2 separate regions of the Triticum aestivum genome follow, and region 2 is linked to region 1. Evidence: chromatin contacts called from public Hi-C data. All regions are on one chromosome and are shown on one strand. The core of a region is the stretch at or near the end of the contact, and the rest is flanking DNA. Distances in the headings are between cores, read along the strand shown.

Evidence for each region. A called contact is a pair of places that touch in the nucleus more often than the background predicts.
Region 2: a Hi-C map of leaf shows a contact between it and region 1, with 7 times the contacts expected there. The contact joins the enhancer-like site here to the promoter of LOC123060897 in region 1. A contact is called at or near these places in 4 of 5 Hi-C or Micro-C datasets (leaf and an unstated tissue) and 1 of 1 datasets of contacts at active chromatin or transcription factors (leaf).

The regions. Positions count from the first base shown.
Region 1 is chr3A:184,630,783-184,637,761 of IWGSC CS RefSeq v2.1, forward strand. LOC123060897 (WRKY transcription factor 6) reads right to left here and starts at 4,340. Exons shown (of 6, transcript XM_044483764.1): 1 at 3,904-4,340; 2 at 3,678-3,779; 3 at 3,366-3,539; 4 at 2,946-3,272; 5 at 2,722-2,835; 6 at 1,534-2,590. The coding sequence starts at 4,209. The coding sequence ends at 1,886.
Region 2 is chr3A:185,595,134-185,601,883 of IWGSC CS RefSeq v2.1, forward strand. No RefSeq gene overlaps it. Among protein-coding and RNA genes, the nearest start is that of LOC123058219, 9.5 kb to the right of the region's middle. Within about 2 kb of position 2,933, at least 1 of the 8 cell types and tissues checked has an H3K27ac peak or open chromatin away from gene starts, as enhancers often do. A contact at or near this core is called in leaf, where this site is marked.

The sequences.
Region 1 (6,979 bases), core at 3,090-5,589:
TGCCTCTAAGTCGTGTTTCGACACGTGGGAGATATAGCCGCATCGAGGGCATTACAACTCGTGACCGACAAAATCAGAATTTTCAGTTGAAAAATCGTAAGTTTCAACAATTAAAACTAAAAGTTACTATGCCCTCGTGTGGAATCCAACTACTTCATGAATCACGAGGCAATCGAGTGGCCGGGCAGAGCTTGACAAGTCATGCCCCCGCACTTGTGTGCCCTGCGAATTTGCGGAGTTTAAACCAGTTAAGAAAGTAAGATCTCAAAATAGTGTCTTACATTGTCTTTAAAAGAAAGAGCACCCTCTTCGATTTCCATTATCCAAAACCAAGATGTTTTCTTCCTAAAACAAACTACTGACAATGAAAACATTGTCTCAATTATGTTTGTACGGCTCACAACACTATTTGTCGGTTGCAACGAGGGCCCCATTCCTTTATGATATTGCATTAGCAGCCTGTTGATATGAAATAAAACTCCATGATTATCCGAAAAAAATAATGTTCATGCAAATGCCATCTCGTGAAAGCACGTATAGAATATCCAAACCAAGCTACCTCGGAGACTTCCTCTTGACGACTCGCGCAAAAGACGCCTCAGAGTTAAGGGCCCCTCGTGCACATCTCGTATTTTGGCGAAAAATCTCGTAGACCCCGCCGCAAAGTCCGACCGCAAGCGCGCGAGCAAGCAAAGCCAAAGCCGAAGCCGGTGGACGGTGGTGACCGTCCCAGAGACGGCAGGCGGCAGCAAGACGAGGCCACAGCTGCGCGCGAGACCCCACCCGTTTACGTGCTGCGTATGGGGACCGGGTCAACACCTCCAACTGTCCCGTACGTAATCGCCTCCCCCGGTACCCGATACCGCCGCGGGCCCCACGTGAAAACGCCCCATGCCTCCGAGTCCACAGACGACGCGACGCCGACGACGACGAGACACCCAGCTCCGTGCCGTGCCAGATCGACCCCATGATTTCTCCCCTTCCGCGCGCCACATTTTCCCCGTGCCGCCACGCGTCGCGCCATGAGTTTCCCTCCATGCGCTGCGCCCATGCCCACGACGCCCTGCTACGCACCAGGCAGGACGCGCCAGGCAGGCAGACCCAGGCCAGCTTAACTCAGACTGCGAGTCCTTGGGGTTGGATGGATATATCTATTTGGAAGAGTGCTCCCCATGCATGCAGAGCTTTCCCGTACGTGTTCAAACTCCATTCAAACTAAAAAGTATAGGTACATGCAACGCTGCAGGCACGAACCATGTGATGTACTCCTACTGTTCAATGGGGACGAACTGACCAACAGTAACAGCAGGCGTGTTACGTGGCGGGCCCCGGCCTGCTGACTTGGTCTTCGCGGGACCGATGACGAGATCACGTTCACATCCGAGCGAACCGGCCGGGCAGCGACTTGTTTGAAAATGCCAACGAGAAGAAGGTAAAACAAGCCAAGACAAGAGAGAGCCAGAAAGGGGAGAGGGGTGCAAAAAAATCTCAAGATGTGAACAAACACGTAGATGAGCATCCGGTGAGCTGTCATTGTTCTTTACCCCCGCATTTCTTCTGCTTTGACTAGCATAGAAATATCTCCGAGGTGGGGGCCATTATTTTACTTATTACTATAGTTATTATAATTATTACAGTGAAATATCAACAGCTGCCGGCGATGGAAAAAGAACTAAGGGGAAGGAATGAACTAATACAACCTTTTTTTTGCCGCCGCAAAATCACGAAAGAAAAAGGGTGATCGTATATCATGCTTGGTATCAAAACCAAAGACACGTCTCGACAAGCTAATCCTGACCAAAGAAGAATGGAACACCATCCGTGTATAACTTGCAACCTAGCTAGTATCTGGTTTCTCAACTCTTTTCGAACTTGACCAGGTCGTTCATTGGGTCTCGCTGTTGGTGTTGTTGCTCGTCGTGTTGTTACTAGTCGTCGTCACGTTGTTGTTACTGGTGTTGTTGTTGCTGTTGTTCGCGTTGCTGTTGCCGGCGGCGTGCTGGCCGGCCATGATCGACGAGATGGCCGCGGCGAGCGCCACTGTGAAGTTTGGGTCCGCGGTGATCGCGGCCGCCGCTGCGCTGACGGTGTCGGACAGCTGGCCTGGCAGGCCCATCGGCGGCCTAGGCTGCGCGAACTGCCCGGCGTCCACCGAATCGGAGGACATCTGCAGGCCAGAGAACTTGGACTGGTTGTACAGCATGTGCGGCGGCATCGCGAAGGCCGGGGCCATCCCACCGCCGGGCATCGGAACATGGAACTGCCCCGGTGCATGCGGTCGGGCGACGTTCAGCGGCATGGCGTTGGGCGCCCCGGGCGGGGCGTGGGTGAGGTCGAGCGTCACCGTCGGGAACGGCGCGGACGCCGAGATGGTGGCCATGCTGGACGAGCATGGCAGCACGGTGCGCGCGAGGAAGTTGGAGCTCATGAGGCCCGCGCCGTCGGCGCTGGGCATGGAGCCCGAGAGCAGCATGGACGCGGCGGCCGACGTAGTGGATGCCATGGCCATGGCGGCCGGCGGGAGCGGGTGGTTGTGCGTGCCCTCGTACGTGGTGATGAGGATGGTCCGGTCCTCGGCGCATCGTTGCACCTGTTAGTCAATGGCATCACGCATAAAGAAGAAAGTTAGACCAATCATACACCCCGTCCCCGATACGCTACTTCCGGACGTACACCTTTGACCAAGAAGCGAACCAGTCGTGGCCAGTTAGTTAGGAGTACCTGCTTACGCACCGGGCAGCCGGTGGCCATGGTGCAGCGGTAGTAGGCGCGTGGGCAAGGGTTTCCCTTGGCCATCTTCTGACCGTACTTCCTCCATTGGCATCCATCGGCGATCTGCAGCCATGCACGTACGGTAAGGTCAGCACGATCCATACACAAGGACTACTCAAGATTGCAAGTGCAAAAACAAGAAAATGATCAAGAAGAAGAAGAAGCAGTCTCACAATCGGGGCTTCGGATCGTGCGCGGACGGAGACACGGGCCTTCCTCATGGTGGCCTCCTGCGCTTGCTGGTCATGGCCCTTGGCCGCCGCTCCCAGCTGCTGCTGCTGCTGCTGGCTCATCCCGCGCCCGGGCAACCACCCCGCGGTGGACGGGCCGTCGGGGTTGTCGCCGCGCTCAGGGTCCTCGTTCCCGTTGGACGACGACCGGCGCGGGCTCCCGACCTCCGTGGACGAGTTGGACGGCTCTTCCGCCACGTCAGCGCTGGCTCCGGACGGGCCCAGACCCAGGAACTGCCTCGGAACGATGGCACTCTCGTTCTTGCCATCCTAATAAAAACGGAAAAAGAGGAACTGATTCAGTAAATTTCTTGGCCAAGTCAAACTAGCGATCCCTGGCTAGGTTACAAGTAAGAATAGTACCTCGTGGGTCGGAGGTTGTTGCGGCTGGACCGGAGGCATCTGGGTCCTTTGCTGCATGAGCGCGACGAGATGCATCTGCAGCGCATGGTAGCTGCTGTTGACCTGGGTCAACATCCCTCGCAGCCGCTGGTTCTCCTCGTTCATGCGGCTCAGCTCGGCCTGCATCGCCGCCAGCTGCAGGACGCGACACGCGTAAGTTAATACCGATCGAGTCAAACATCACCGGCCAGATCCACCATGTTCGCCGTCGACAACGCTAATCGACGAGATCGAGATTGTAATTGTGTGGACAGATCGTGGATAACTACGTACCTCGCCGGTGTTCCTGCCGTTCCTGTCCTCGTCGGCCCGGGACGCCCCGTCGTCGTCGACCACCATGGACCGGTCGCTCCTCGTGTTGTTCCCGGTAAGGAGCTGCAGGATCGAAAGGCAAGTATTAGATCGCCGTATATAGAGAGAAACAAGTAGTAGTACCTGCTGGCAAGTCTAGCCATTTAAGAAGTAAGGAGAATGGGTGAAGAAGCGGTGGCGGACGTACGTTAATGGTGAGGTCCTCCTTCTTGATGGCGAGTCCGGCGGCGGAGGCCTGATCCTTGTGGTCCTCCGCGTCAGCACCGGCCGATGCGCGGCTCTTCTTCATGTTCTTCTTCTCGTCGGAGAAGAAGTCAACCTCGATGGACCTCCTCCCCCTGCCGCCGCCGCCACCGCCGCCGTCGTCCGCCTCCATGCTCCTGTGGAACGGCGCCGGTGATAGCAAGTTCAGGAAGCCGAGCTGCCGCGGCGAGGCGTCCAGGGCGAGCAGTCCTCCTCCTCCTCCGCCGCCACCGAGGTGGCCCTTGTCCATGCAAATCGAGAGCCTCCCTGGAGAAGAGAGAGACGCCTTGCTAGCCGAGGGGAGAGGGAGAGGGAGAGGGAGAGGGAGAGAGAAAGAAACGTGTCGTAGAGACCGAATGAGGGAGGAGTCTGAAGTCTCTCCCCGGTAGGACGGGGCGCGTATAAAAAAGGGCGAGCTGGCCGGGAGGCCCAGATCTGACATCAGGCGCTGCGTCAGTGCGGGGGCCCACGTGGCGCGGCCGGAGTGGCGGGAGGGACGACGACCCGATCCGGGGCCCACGAGGACCGGATCGCCCTTTCCGGCGAGGCGGAGACGGACGGCAGCTGGCTGGGCTTTGGCTCCATGTTATTTTCGTGCTTGTCTGCGCTTTTCCTCCCCCGGCTTGCAACTTTTCTCCACGGATCAGAAGCCCGGCTCGTTAAGAAATCGGGAAATTTATGGGCGGGGCGACGGCGACGTGCCCCGTGCAACAAAGCGACGTGGGGCGCTGCGTCTCCTTTTTCCGGTCTGCAATGGCGACTTCGCCTGTCGGTCCAATGATTTTCAAGATCGCGTTGTTGATACCGCGGGCCGCCGTCGCCGCCTCGTACAAGTAACACGCACATTTTCGCAATAATGGGAAATGTTTACTAGGAGTAGCTTTTTAACCAACATTTTGGCTACAGGCGGTAGTAATAAGGTCTATCCAACCCTGCGTGGCGTCAGATCACACCGTCCGTTGATCGATGTCTCGCCATTTCACCAAAAAAAAACTATGTGTATGGGGCCTCTTCTCTTTTGTTGTGCACAAATATGGGGCATCCTCTCTTTTGTTTGTTGAACAACGAACAATTCTTTTTTGCTGTTGAGAAAGAATATTGAGGTCAGCACGTACTGCACGAGGAATGGAGTTTTTCCACGGTCAGAAGGTTCCTCCCATTAGATTACTCGCGCCAACAAAATGGAAAAACGGTACGGAGCAGGTCAGGTCAGAAACGAGCTGGTGCCGATCCTGAGGCTGCCCTGCCTGATTGATCGGCACGGGGTCGCGAGTCCACACGCACAGCAGACTCGGATCTCCCCCGTTTTCTTAATCGCCTCTCGAGATCTTTATGGCCTGGCTAGCTAATCTTCTTTCTTAATGAGATTTAATTTTGAATAATCGTTTCGCTCCAGGTTCGAGGAAGGTTAGCCGCAGGGGAGTCAATGGGCGCAGGGACCCGGTTCCACGAAACCCACGCTCCCGATTGGGCCCGGCCCGCTCCACGTGGACACAGCGTCAACGCCCTTGACCTGCCCGGTCCCACTGACAGGGCTTGACGAGCGGTGCTTCACTTCCTTTTCTTCCTTTTCGGGCGTCTTTTTCGGATAAGAGCGGAACAGTGCTACCTCGCTGTCTGCTTCGTATCAAAACATGGCGAAGTCGAAGCCAAGTCGGGGATTGGCAGGATGTAGGCATCCCGCCTTTTGGAAGAGAGACTGCGTGTGTGTGTGTGTTGTGGGAACGGTCCAAGATGCGTTCGGTGCCGGTGCATACGTGCTGAAATTCTTAAACAAGCTTTCATGCATCCTTAAAGGAGTTGTTTGGATAGCTGGAATATAGAGAATCCGTTTTATATAAAACAGAAAAACGGTTTAACAGACTAAAACCATGTTTGGCTCTTCCAAGTAATCCACGGATATGTAAAATTGGATTCCCATAAACCTGGAATTTCGGGTTTGTAGAAAAACGACCATTAGTCGTTTTTTCTATAAACGCGATTCCTATATCTCTCGAGCCCATCCCGTGATTCGTCTATCTTACTGGCCGATCCTCCTGGGCACGTTCATCAACGGTATACCTAGAATCTACAGACGCCGGTAACCGACGACAGCCGCGACGAGTTCTCACCGGTGTGCCACACATCGAGGCCGTCCTCCTCTAGCCACCGGCCACAGGCCGCCGCTTCTTCGGCGTCGTCCATCTTGGTGGTCGCCGCCAAGGTCAGCTCCTTCGCATTCGTCACGTACATGCGTCCGCAACCGGCGTATCAAATCGATCCAGTTGGTTCCCTGGTAGCTAGCTTCTACATGCCGGTACACGCGCCATCGTTTAATACGTTTTGCAGCCGGACGATAGAATTATCCAGCCATTGCTCTGCGCAGCAAGGTTCTACGTCTGTGTGCGTGCTCACGGCCGTAATTTTGTGCGTTCGGCAGTAGGCGGATCGAATTGATCCAGCGCTTGCCTCGGTATACCTAGCTTCTACATGAGCCTGAACGCGGCCGTCCGGCGAGATCGGTGAGCCCAGTCTATTGTACTTGCGGACCTCGACGGAATGTGACCAGAGAATGAGAAGATCACCGCCGAATAGGAATAGTCTGAATCATTGTCGAATAAGGATGTGACAAACACACTTTCCAACCCAAACGTAGTCTTATAGAAACTGATTCGTAACAGAAAAAATAGTAAAACTGGTTTTGCTAAAAATCAGGTAAAAACTCGTTTTTTATAAACCAATGCCTAATATTCGCTACCCAAACAACCCCAAAAGTTGCCTCTGCCTATCCTATACTCTGATTTGATATACTACTCTCTACAGTTTTTGGCATGTGCACTTTGTGTGCCGTAGGGGCATGATTGATGGTCTCAATAGTTGCCGTACCACTTCGATTTCATCCACGCGGGGGTGCTCCGTGTTCGCCCACCGTGTGGAAATTGATCAGGGCCTACCGCCTATTGGGTTCGCTAGCTGATTGTCATGTCGTCGGCTATTAATGTTTTCTTGGAGGGTAGATTGTCTTATCATTATGGCCATCG
Region 2 (6,750 bases), core at 1,683-4,182, 960 kb after region 1:
GGTCGCGCAACATTATTCAGCTGCGACATGCGTCTCATGTTGCCATCCTCGTCATTAGACAACAACCATTGTGAGGTCTTTGGCCCCAATAGGCAATAGCAGCGCATGAGGTTGGAATGGAGGCGGGTTTGGAAGGGAGGCCTCTCCGCTGATCTTATAGATATTAATTTTGGCATTAGAAAACCTAAAACCCTTGTGCTCCTTTTGTTTACTTTGAGCGATCTAGACCCTATAAAACAGTTGTATCATTTTGTTAAGAAACGAAACACCTATTTGTCCAAAATAAATTCTAGCCAAAACCGAAAAAAAAGGATTTCAATATACATCTGACGTCAGATTATTAGCGTAAAAAATATGACGCCCTGAGCTACGTCGGGTTCCCGTCGAATACATGGCACTTATTCGCTGCAGCGTGACGATTTTTCTGACAATTATTTACACCATACATGACAATTTTCACTTTAAAACATGGCAAATCCTTATACAACAGCATGACAAATTTATCTGTATTCACATAGCAAATCTGAAGTCTTCGCTTGAAAATCCTAAAAATCCAATGTCAGATTTTTTTTAATATTTAGAGAAAAATTGCTACCCGGTTTCGGTGTTAATATTTGTGAACTGTATTCCCAAAAAAAAAATTATGAACTGAACCTAGAATACGTAGCTGGCGTAGTGATGCCATGGAGGACACAAAAGTCAGTGGAAGCAACCGGTCGCCCGTTGACATAAGTATTTCCACCGATGTCACCGCAACCACGTGTGGCAGCGACCCAGATGATTTGTTAACTAGCGGTGATTAACAAAGCTATTCGAGGACACGCGTAGAGCTGGATTAGCGCTACTCGCGGGTCGCGTGATCTTCGACCCACGTAGTAGTAGCACTACATTTCTACTACTATTTCCTCCGACGACTTGCACGAGAGGAGTGTGCTATCACGTCTGTCCACGATCAATCGTACAGTCTCGCGCCAGTCTTCTCCCAAATACATATCACGTTTCCTGCATCGAAGAAGTCTAAGCAAAAAATAAAATATCAACGCTGTGTATATATGGAGCTATCAAGCTTGTAGAAGAAAAACTCCAGACAAACGTGAATACATTCTTTTCAAAGGTTATACTAGTTCTCTCCGGAAATTGGAACTGTTGTATACTATTATTAGTTGAAGGGTTTTCTAAAATGTTAGGTGTAATTCTGAATTCCAGAGCGCGGGTGTGGTTGCCCACGCCGTACGGCTAGAAAAGAAAAATGGAAGCGTCGTCGCCCCCTGGAGACGCCACCCCCTGATTGGTGGATCTGGTCTTCATGCAGTCACCTGAACGGGACTTCCTCCCCTCCCTCGGGTCGCCGCCCAGCACGTACGTACGTGTCCCCAGTGATTAACAGCCTAGTTAACCCCGATTAGACTAAGGCTAGTCATAGTGGGAGTAACTTAGCTAGTAACATAGCACATTTCAATAAATTTTTACTTATGTGGCAAGTAATTAATGAAAGGTGATAACATAATATGTTACTGTAATATAGCGATTTCTAAGACAAGATGAGTCTGTAAGATAATAAACGAAGTCATCTAAGATACTACTATTATATTACTTTGCATTATAAAGATACTAACTTAGGCTAGTGTCATATGCATTACACTAGTCTAAGTTACTCCCCACTATGACCAGCCTAATTTTATCTTTAGGGATTAGCATGGACAAGACACCTGTCCCTTTCCGTCGTGGAGATAAGAAATGAAGAGAGAGACGACGGGCTAAGCGTCTACGGGCTAGCTTAGCTGGTAGTAGATGATAGAAAGCACGTAACTCGGCTGATTAAAGTACGTTATTATCCGTGAGATCTATTTAATCTGCCCTCATTGACTTGCTGTAAAACGACAAAAGGAAAGTCTTCTTGCTCTCATCAGGTGCTGCGAAACTCGAGCGATGTCCATGTAGAGAAGAAGAGAATAACATGGTGTAGCTAGATTAGTAGCATTAGAGTAGCCTATCGGATGGTGATGTGATGGAGCGTCGAGTGATACGCCGTGTGAATCCGGGCGATGCCGGCGCCCGCGGTACGGCCGGCCGGCCCCCGCACGTCTTCCACGGCTGATTTCTTGGACCGGCGCCTTTTTGACGCAGACGATTGAACCCGCGTAGACCGCCCAGGAAAGAAAGAAACCACCGTGTCTACTCAACAACCTCTCTCTCTCTCTCTCTCTCTCTCTCTCTCTCTCTCTCTCTCTCTCTCTCATGCCCATCACTCACGTTGAAAAATGATTAGTGGGTGCACCTAATCGGGGAACTTTGCTAACACTGTTTTGCAACCTTGTTGCTCAATCTAAATTATGATATATGATGAACAATCTCCTCTTCTTTCCTTTTCCGCTCTTGTGCAAGGAGATGCAAAAGTAGGGGATATCTCTTTCAGTTCTGTTCCGGACCAACAGAAAAGCTCTTCTCTTCTTTCCGGAACGGAAAGGCATATCCATACCGGACACTCCGGAGTGCCTTTTCAATGTGCCACTTTATCCTCCTCGAAAGCAAGAGAAGGAGCATCTTGGACTTGACCAATACTACGAACTTGCATGAGGCGATGCCAATGTTTCGACCGACTCTACTAATACTAATCCCCACATAATTGCATGCCATGCTACGTAAACTCACGTTGCTTCTCAGTTACTCCCATCAGAATATATGTGAATGGGGAAAAGCAGATATCCACGCTAGGAGTTGGAGGAGGAGAAGATTTTGGTAGTAGGATGATGGATGCAAGGCAAAAGAGGTTGAAGAGCGGAGACGGCATTGACCGAGATATGATTGTCCGTGCGGTGCTCTCCTCTGGTCTTCGCAACCACGTGGGCGCGAGAGATGCCAACCAGGCATGACAAACCTATCCATCACACCACTCGTCACCAAGCGACAAGGACGCGACTAATATTTCGGAAGAAGATTGAGCGAGCCCGTCGGTGTCCAGCTCTGCGCGTATCGGCCTTGGCCACTGGACTACTGCGATATCGACCATTGTTTCGGGTTGGAGAAGCTTCCGGAACAGACAAATCGCGTGTTGGTTAAGACTTGATTTGTGCACCAGTCTTCGTGTCTTCGAAGAGGTGAACAACTTTGGACTTTTTTTTTCCTCGGGTCTGAAGAACTATCAGTACCAAGTGTGCACAAAGGCATATCAGTACAGAGCACATAGTTGAAAATTTTGGCTGACAACCGCGTACCAGGGAGACCTCTCGAGATCGATGGAGCGTCCAGGCCGTGAATCCACGATTAACTGGCTTTGCTACTTTCAGAACGTATCACGTGATTCCAGTTTTCAGAGAAGACATGCAAAGGCAGTTGGCCAAGTGGTGCTACTCATGCTAAAGTGCATGCAGCCAGGTGTGAAACTGGATAGATAGTAGTGCAATTTCTGAAACTTAATTTTGTTTGCCTTACTTAAAGTAGTGATCTAAACGTCCTTATATTTCTTTACAAAGGGAGTACTATATTATCAATGTCACGGGAGATATGCCCGTCTCATCATCTGCGTGATGAACAATGGCACAACGCTGTAACCGCAGTTGAATCGTGATGCCTGAAGTGCTGACTCCTGAACCAGGGGTGTTGGCAAAAGATAATATCATGATACATTACTCAAACGAGTCAGTAACTTGGTAGCAGAGAAGGATACCAACTAACGGGCGTTGTAATCGAAAGTACCCTTCCGAGGTCGAGCTCAAATGAACTCAGATGAGCAGTAAAGTGAAAACAAATTCAAAAAATTCTAAAATTATTTTATGGAAAACTTTGACAAATGTTCTAAGGTTTGCACATTTTCATCATGAGATCACACTCGTGGAAGGCGTGGCAAAAAAAAATCAGTGCTCCAAAATACTTTCGAAAGTAGCATTTCCGGAGCTGATCTCATGGCAAAAATTTGCAAGCACTTAGAACATGTGTCAAAGTTTACCAAAAAACAATTCAGAATATTTCGAATTTTACATTTTTTATTTTACTTCATCTAAACTCATTTGAGCTCAAGCTCAGATACTGTGTGTCCCGTTGTAACGAATCTTGCTTATAGCATTCATCAGTGGCTCCACTTCCACCAAAATAACACACGAATTTTTTACACTTTAGATATATGTCAATCAGCCGAATTTTAAATTTGGGTCAGTCAATTTCTTGGCCTTCCATTTTTCCTCTGTGACTTGTGCTGTTTTTTTTCCTTCTTTGTGTGGTCTGTCTTGTTTTGGGCTGTGAATAATTTGTCTGGCCACTGTTTTGGATCAGTCAATCCCTCAGCCCATTGCATGTGTGACCCACCCTTCCCTTTATACCATTGTTTTAGTCTGTTTTTTTTTGTTTTATGTGTTTCGCTTTTATTTTCTATTTTTCTTTATTAGTCAGTTTTATTTTCTATTTTGTGGGTATTTATGAGATGTTGGGTGAGTATAAATATATAACACAAATAATATACAATATTTGTGAAAAATGCATGATTATATGATTATTCCCTGCATAGTTCAAAAACTGCAATTTCAGTGCAAAGTTGTGTACAAGTTTTTAAAAAATTACATTTATTTTCTTCTTCTTAAAATGTACTCCCTCACTTCCAAACTAGGTGTCTTAACTTTGTACTAACTTTAGTACAAAATTGTACTAAAGTTGAGTCACTTATTTTGGGATGACGGGAGCAATAAAATCTCACTAATTCATTGTTCCTTGTAAAACTTCACTATGTTGATTTATTTTAGCAATTATTTTATTTTCTTTATTCTTGAATGGTAATACGAAAGCCACTATTATATGCTCATTCCTACATATATTTTTATAGACATTGCATGCATATTTTTCATTACTTGTTTTAGATTTGTATTTCATTATTTCCCTTCTTAAATAGTAATACCAATACCAATAATTAATTATTCCTTTGAAAACTTTATTATTTTATTTTCTTTCTTCTCAAAGGGTAATACCAAAGCCAATAATTTAATATTTCATAGAAAATTGCATTATTCTGATTCCTGATTATTTATATTTTATTTCTATTCTTCTTAAAAGGTAATACAAATTCCACTAATTCATTCTTACTTAGATTTTTATTTACTAAAAAAACATAGACTTTTTTATTTTTATTTTCTTTTAGTTTATATTTCATTTCATTTCTTATTTAAGGGTAATACCAATGCCACTAGTTCATTCCTTTTTTTTGCGGGGAACCACTAGCTCATTCCATCTTATGAAACTTCTTTTTTGCCAAATATCCTATCATTATATTCATATTCTTGCATATTATAAAAAGTGCAATTTTTATGTAAATTGTATGGCTTTTTTACATTGTTTGCTTTAGATAATTTCTTATTTGTTTCTTCATAAAAAGGTAATACAAATGCCACTAAATCATTCTTCCTTTGAAAACTTCATATTCTAGTTTTGTTTTTTTAATATTCCAATTTTTTATTTCATTTCTTGCTTCTGAATGGTAATACAAATGCTACTAATTCATTCTTTCTTAGAAAAAATTATTTTATTTTTAGTTTACATTTCATGTTGATTTTGTTTTGTTTAGTTCATAATTCATTCTTATTTGGAAACTTATTTTTTTGCAACAATTTCACTATATATACTTATTCTTGCATATTATAAAATGGTGCAATTTTGATGTAAATTTGTGAAAAAATTTGACATTGTTTGTATTAGATTATTTTTTATTTTATTTATTTGTAAAGGATAATAAAAATGCCACTAATTCTTTCTCCTTGGAAAACATCATATTGTAATTTTGTTTTACTTTTTATTTTATTTTATTTGTTCTTAATGGTTAATACCAATGCCAATAATTCATTCTTCGAAAACTTCATTAGTTTGATTTTTTTTAGTTTTTATTTTATTTTATTTCTTCTTCAAGGGTAATACCAATGCCACTAATCCGGGCCCTCTTAGAGAACTTCTTTTTTTGTAAAATTTTCACTGTTATATGTGTATTCTTGGATATTATAAAAAGTGCAATTTACATGCAAATTTTGTCCTTATTTAACTATTTTTATATATTTTCATTTTTAAGGGTGATACCGATGCCAATAGTTATTATTTTTCTTAGAATTTTTTTGTTCATTTATTCTGTAAGGCGGCACCACCACAAGTATTAGAACTTCAGGTGAGCCCCTTTTTTCATTTGGGTTATCAAGTTAACAACTCATTGTAATTAAATTCATGGTAATTAAATTTTTTGTTGTGTTCTAAGAATACTTAGAAAATATTTTGCTATCAAATGTGGCCTTATTTATATATGATAGGGTGGAGTTGCGTGGTTGAAAGAAAGGCACGTCTCAATGTGAAGATGATCGATAGGACTCGTACTACATGTTTAGCATTTCTAAAGAAGCACTCCAGGCAGTGTTGAATGTTTTTGACCAACGACACAGGAGCCGCTCGCACAAGCATCACTAGCACGTGTGGTCGCGCATGCAGGTAGCTAGCCAGCCAACCTGCTACAAGTCAAGGATGCGTGTGGCTACCTTGGTTGAACCGTTGATGAACCACAAAGCAGCTAGTTGTAAATTAGGAAAAAACATGCAAACAATTTTTGTGTGGGCCAAACATGGCCGAACTCCTATTGTTATTTCACCCACACAAAAAAAACTCTTATTGTTATTTGAGGCAAATGGGCCAGTCCCAATTTTTGAACAGATATGTTAGGTTCCTACTGTTAAGTCGAGAGCTCCTGTCTGACGCTCGTTAGCGTCAAGCAGAGGAGCTTTCGCTCAAGGT